Linked DNA regions of Macaca mulatta: region 1 is linked to region 2. The links are chromatin contacts, called in public Hi-C maps. All regions are on one chromosome and are shown on one strand. The core of a region is the stretch at or near the end of the contact, and the rest is flanking DNA. Distances in the headings are between cores, read along the strand shown. Region 1 overlaps IL20RB (interleukin 20 receptor subunit beta). Region 2 holds the start of STAG1 (STAG1 cohesin complex component).

The links. Hi-C and Micro-C count contacts between places; a contact is called where the count stands out from the background.
Region 1: a contact with region 2 is called in a Hi-C map of fetal cortical plate, with 4 times the contacts expected there. The contact joins the enhancer-like site here to the promoter of STAG1 in region 2. A contact is called at or near these places in 5 of 14 Hi-C or Micro-C datasets (cortical neurons, fetal cortex germinal zone, fetal cortical plate and 2 more).

What each region holds. Positions count from the first base shown.
Region 1 is chr2:40,011,226-40,014,422 of T2T-MMU8v2.0, reverse strand. It overlaps IL20RB (interleukin 20 receptor subunit beta), which reads right to left. Exons shown (of 7, transcript NM_001194658.3): 7 at 1. Among named protein-coding and RNA genes, the nearest start is that of IL20RB, 41 kb to the right of the region's middle. Within about 2 kb of position 1,747, at least 4 of the 40 cell types and tissues checked have an H3K27ac peak or open chromatin away from gene starts, as enhancers often do. A contact at or near this core is called in fetal cortical plate, where this site is marked.
Region 2 is chr2:39,752,169-39,755,070 of T2T-MMU8v2.0, reverse strand. It overlaps STAG1 (STAG1 cohesin complex component), which reads left to right and starts at 1,353. Exons shown (of 34, transcript XM_077991520.1): 1 at 1,353-1,536.

The DNA of each region.
Region 1 (3,197 bases), core at 498-2,997, 260 kb before region 2:
TCTGAAAAATAATTTTCATTGATATTCATTAAAGGATAGTAATAGTAAAGAATATTATTAAAAGTTTAACTATTTGATTAATTAATTTCCAAGAAGCAAAAACAAAAACCGAAAAACAATTTCAACCCCTAGATGAGGGGCTTCCAACAGCTGCTAAGATTATCTCCCAGTTCACTACCCCGCAGTTCCCTTGAAGCCCTGCTTGGTCAGAGTTCCTCATTCTAAGACCCTGCCCCACAAAAACCCAGAATGTAATTCTCGTTCTTAGAAAAAAATTTAAAGGGAGGTGCGATGGCTCACACCTGCCTTGGGAGGCTGAAACAGGCAGATCGCTTGAGCCCAGGGCTTAGAGACCAGCCTGGGCAACATAGCAAGGCTCCCTCTCCACAAAAAATAACTGGCCAGGCATGGTGGCACATGTCTGTGGTCTCAGCTACTCATGAGGCTGGGACAGGAGGATCAGTTGAGCCTGGGAGGTCAAGGCTGCAGTAAGCGCTCATCACACCGCTGCACTCCAGCCTAGGTAACAGAGCAAGACCCTGTCTCAACAACAACAAAAACAACAACAACAAAACCCTAACCTTCTTCCAGCAGAGAGCTCTGAGAATTATGACCTGGTCTGAGATGCTTTATGAACAGCACCTAGCATGGTGCCCAGTACAGAGAGGATGTTCCATAAATGGGAGTCCCTTCCTTGCTCATATATCAGGTTCCCGCCATCTTCTCCCAGTGGCCCCAGGAGACAATCATTACTAGTTATAAACATGCAGACATCAACTTTTCAGGTGGACTCTCCCACCTATTACTCACCTGCTCACCTCTGCCAAAATCTCTAAGTTCTTCTACAGTTATCTCTCTTGGCCCTTCCCCTCATCACTCCCAAGGGTACCACCTGGGCACAAATAGGCACAGTGGTTTCCTCCACCTCAGTTCCTCAGGAGGCATCAGCTTCATTGAGCCAGTCTCCCTTCATCCTTGTTGGCAAAATGGCAGCTATAGAGACTCACTCCTGGTGTCCATGGGCAAATGCCAACAGGAAGAGACAACGCACAAGCAGCGCTCACTAAGCAGGGGTGTTAGTGTGAAGGCCCTCGACTCGCTGCTGCCGGTGCAGTCCGATTCTCAGGACACTAACTCCCTACATCTGCAGTGGTCATACATGATTATTTTTTAAATTCCAGAACAGTGCTCTCTAATAGAAATATAATGTGAGCCACATATGCAATTTTTAAAATCTAGTAGCACATTTTAAAAGTAAAAAGAAACAGGTGGAACTAATTTTAATAATTTATTTAACAAATATATCCAAAATATTATCAATTTAACATGTCACTTAAAAAATGACTGAAATATTTTATAAACTTGTTTCATTCTGTCTTCAAAATCCATTCCGTATTTTATATTTACAATACATCTCAATTTGGATGAGCCACATTTCTAGTGTCTAACAGTCACATGTGACTAGTGGCTACTATACTAGACAGTGCAGTTCTAGCACATTAAAGTAAAACAAACAGCATAATCTCAGAATTTTGGAAGGTGCAAAACTGTGGTCCCACAGTTTAGTACTAATTTTCAAGCAAAGCTCAGCATATTTTGTAAAACTGGAATCAGTTTTCAACATTTGAAAATGGAGAGATTTCTCATAAAAATCTAGGTTTCTGGGCTTCTCATTTAAAACTTGGAGATCTGGCAGCACTGGCTCACACTTCCTCTTGGTAGCAACCTGCTGTCACTGAGAAGATGAAACATATTTGCCATGATCCCCATCCCCCTCCCTCTTGAGTTACATTCATTACACTACAAGTTCTTTCCTTTTTTTTTTTTTTCTTCTTTCCAGTGCCTGTGTGGACTCAGAGGCATGTGAGTTCACACAAACTCCACTTTCTATGAAGCATGCAAGGTCATACTTGGATGGGTCATTGAAGAATTACTAATTTGGGGCCATCTTTATGCTTGCTACCTACATTACAGCAGAATGTGACAGCAAGAAGAGAAAGAATAAAGTGAGTCACAGAAAGGAAACGGAGACCCTTTAGCACCAAAGCACCCATTCCCATGAAGCAATTATGGATGAAAGACAAAGAAAATAAATTATATTTTTAAACAGAGAATATATACTGGGCAGAATTAATATAATTTTCCTTGCATATATAGTTTTTCTTTAGATTGTTACTTGGTGGGGTAGCATTCCAAGATGGCTGAATAGGAACACTATGGTCAGCAGCCCCCAGCGTGATCAACACAGAAGATGGGTGATTTCTGCATTTCCAACTGAGGTACCTGGTTCATCTCATTGGGACTGGCTGGACAGTGGGAGCAGCCCACAGAGAGCGAGCTGAAGCAGGGCAGGGCATTGCCTCACTGGGAAACACAAGGGGTTGTGGGATTTCCCTTTCCTAGCCAAGGAAAGGCGTGACAGACTACCTGGAAAAATGGGGCACTCCCGCCCAAATACCGCACTTTTCCCAAGGTCTTAGCAACCAGCAGACAAGATGATTCTCTCCTGTGCCTGGCTCGGCAGGTCTCATGCCCCGGGAGCCTTGCTCACTGCTAGCACAGCAGTCTGAGATCAATCTGTGAGGTGGCAGCCTGGCTGGGGGAGAAGCGTCCGTCATTGCTGAGGCTTGAGTAGGTAAACAGAGCCAGGAAGCTCGAACTGGGCGGAGCCCACCACAGCTCAACAATGCCTACTGCTTCTAGACTCCACCTCTGTGGGCAGGGCATAGCTGAACAAAAGGCAGCAGACAACTTCTGCAGATGTGAAGAGAGCAGTTGTTCTCCCAGCACGGCATTTGAGCTCTGAGAACGGACAGACCGCCTCCTCAAGTAGGTCCCTGACCCCTGTGTAGCCTAACTGGGAGACACCTCCCAGTAGGGGCCGACAGACACCTCATATAGGCAGCTGCCTCTCTGGGATAAAGCTTCCAGAGGAAGGATCAGGAAGCAATATTTGCTGTTCAGTAATATTTGCTGTTCTACAGCCTGACACCCAGGCAAATGGTCTGGAGCGGACCTCCAGCCAACTCCAACAGACCTGCAGCTAAGGGACCTGACTGTTAAAAGGAAAACTAACAAACAAAAAGGAATAGCATCAACATCAACAAAAAGATCATCTACAGCAAAACCCCATCTGTAGGTCACCAACATCAAAGACCAAAGGTAGATATAACCACAAAGATGGGGAGAAACCAGAG
Region 2 (2,902 bases), core at 104-2,603:
AATAACATGGAAAGCTTGAAACAGTCTTTGTGGAAAATAGGATAGGAAATCAGCCAGAGATTAGAAAAAAACCCAAGAAAATTATAAGGAGGAGTCCAGTCACGAATTCATATCCAATCTGGACAGTTATGACTTCCTGCAGTGAAAAGCCACACATCTTGCAAACCCTTGAGAGAGAAACCGCAAATAGGGGTAACCTATTGGAGATAGGCCCTGAAGACTATAAAGTAGTTGAGTGATTCTATACTGAGATAGAGTTGGCTATAGCGATAGAGCAGTTAGTCAGATATGGGGCTAATGATCCAGTAGAGTAAGGATTCACTTTTGTGGTAAAAAGTTGTAAGCAGGTGAAAGGTAGGGATCCATAACCATAGAGGGGCAGGTGGAGATCAGGGAAGAGGTGACGTTCAACATAGTTAATTATTTCACCTTAGTGATTATTTCTCTTTTGGCATCTAGAAGGCTAAGATTCTCATGTTTATCTCAGAGCTACTGAAAGTAGTCCTAGGTTGCGGAAGGAGAAATCCAATTTCACAGCTGAGTCTATTTTCTCAGTCTAGTTATATTCTCTTCTCACAAACTAGCCAATGCTGCCGCCTTATGCAAAGCCAGCACCACGGAGAGGATGTGCTTTACAGAGGCAGGATGACGCCAATCGGCCTGGGGCGGGCAGTGTTTCGTCTAGATTAATGGCGAGGGAAGTCCCCAACAGTTCCTTTGAAACCTTTTCACCCTCGCCTGGTGAAAGCGCTTGTCAACTGTAAATCGCAAATATAATGCTAAGCTCTGAGGCCCTTGTTAAATCCAAGTGGGAGCAGAGATCTGAGCTGCCTCACCCTCGGGTTTCCGCAGGGCGTCTCGAGAGCTGTGGGTGGGGGCAGCAGGAGCCGGGCGGGGACAGAGGAAAGCGCCGGCCCTGAGACCTAGGGAGGAGCCTCGGTGAAGGAACCCGGGGTGGGTTCCTGCCTAGGTCTCCAAGAAGCTCCAAAAATGGCGGGCGGCAACTCGGAGAGCCGGACGCGCAGGCGCCACCGTGGCCGTTCTTCCGCCCGCCTCGGGCGGCCCAAGAACAGTCCACAGCGCCCTTATCCAGAAGCCTACGCCGCTCGCGATTGGCTGAACTGCGCGACCGCTCCGTATGGGGGCGGGGCCGCCACGCAGCGGCCACGTTTCCCGCCCCGCTGGTGCGCGTGCGCGCAATCCCCACAGGAAAGCGTTTGCGCGCGCTCCTGCCGCGGCCCCTAGCTCGCGCCTCAGCTCCCTCCCCTTTCCGGGCAGGCCCGTCCCGTCAGCAAGGCAGTGAGCACTGCGGCCAGCAGAGGGCGGTCCGGACCCAAGTCTGCAGCGGCGCCATTGGCGTGTGGAAAATGCCACCAGATGGCGGGTTAGGATTGCAGCTCCGTTGAAGGCGCGGCCCCCGCTCCCGAACCCCCGGCGACCACCCCGTAACAACCCCCCCACATCGGGAATAACACACCGGAGACTTTTGGGGGGAAACTAGGTCGACGGCCGGCGGCGCCCGGATGGGCAGCTGAGGTGAGTGCGGGCGGCGGCGACGGCGGCGGGGGGCGGGAAAGAGGGGGAATGCGGCGGCAGCGGCGCGGGGGCTGGAAGCGCCGATCCAAGATGGAGGCCGGGCGAGAGCGAGAGAGCGCGAGCGGGGAGCGGGCGGGCTGGGCGCGGGCCCCGTGCGGGGGAGGGAGGCCGCGCGGGCCTGTGCGGGGTGCGGCGGTCGTGGGCCGTCCGAGTGCCCGGAGAGGCGTCTGTGGGCGCGGCGGGCACCCCGGCGTCTTCGTCGCTTGCTACCCCTTCCGCGGGCACCGAAAATTTTGCCCCCGCCCGCCCGGGCACTACGGCGACAGGCGCGGAAGCCTTTGTGGCGCGCTTGGGCCCGCCGCCAAGCCCGCCCTCCGCCCCCCCCTCGCCCGGGCTCTCGGGACTCGCCCGCGCCCAGCGGGGCCGGGCCGAGGCGGGCTGGCGCGAATGCCTTCCGCCGCCCGCCGACCTGCGTTTCTGCGGTGTTTTAGCGGCGGCGGCGTCACATGACAACGAGTTCGTCTCAGCGGAGGGGCCTGGGGGTCGCTCGGCGGGTCGGCTGGCCCAGGCTTCTTGTTGGCGGGGTGGGGCAGGGGGGTGTTGGCTGGGGGAGATGGGGTGTCCATGCTGGGCTTTCCAGCTATCTGCCCTCTCAGCCCCCGACGGGGGCCTCCTTGTGAAACGTGTCCAGGCCCAAGCACTACCCCGCTAGTTTGCCAGTCCCCTGAGAGACGAGGCCAATAAAAGTTGTTTTCCCTCCTTTCTCGAGGTGGGGGCGGGGTGGGAAACTAGAGTGCTTAGAGTTGGACCTGAGCCTCGTTTGCAGGGTCCGAACTGGGTGCTTCTTGTGTGGTATGGGTACTAAGAAATTTTCAGGTTTTAGGATTGTCACATCACCCCCATCTACCCATATTTGAAATGTTATCGATTCTCTTCACATTGCAGGGAATCGTGCTCCGGGCGTATAAGTCATGGGATGGTTTCGTACACTTACAAAAAGCAATGCAATTTATGATTAAAAAAAAATTATTTGCTGTTAAAGTTGGTGTTAAGATGGATAGAGTTTTTTTCTCGTGGTTCTGACTAGAAAGACTATTTTGCATCTTTGCAAAAATACACGGGAAATATCTGAATTGGCACAGAGTTGTGTGATTTGTAACTTATGTGGAATTTGAATGTGACTCTACATTTTAGTTTTCCTTGTGCTTTAAGAAAATTGCACGTTCTGATGGTGGAGCATTTACGGAAATATACAGAACAGTGAAAATAAAAATAACTTGTTTATTGTAGGGTGATATAATGTACCTTGTTGTTATATTCATAATGTATGAAGAATTCAGACTAAAACATTTTAACCAAGCAGGGA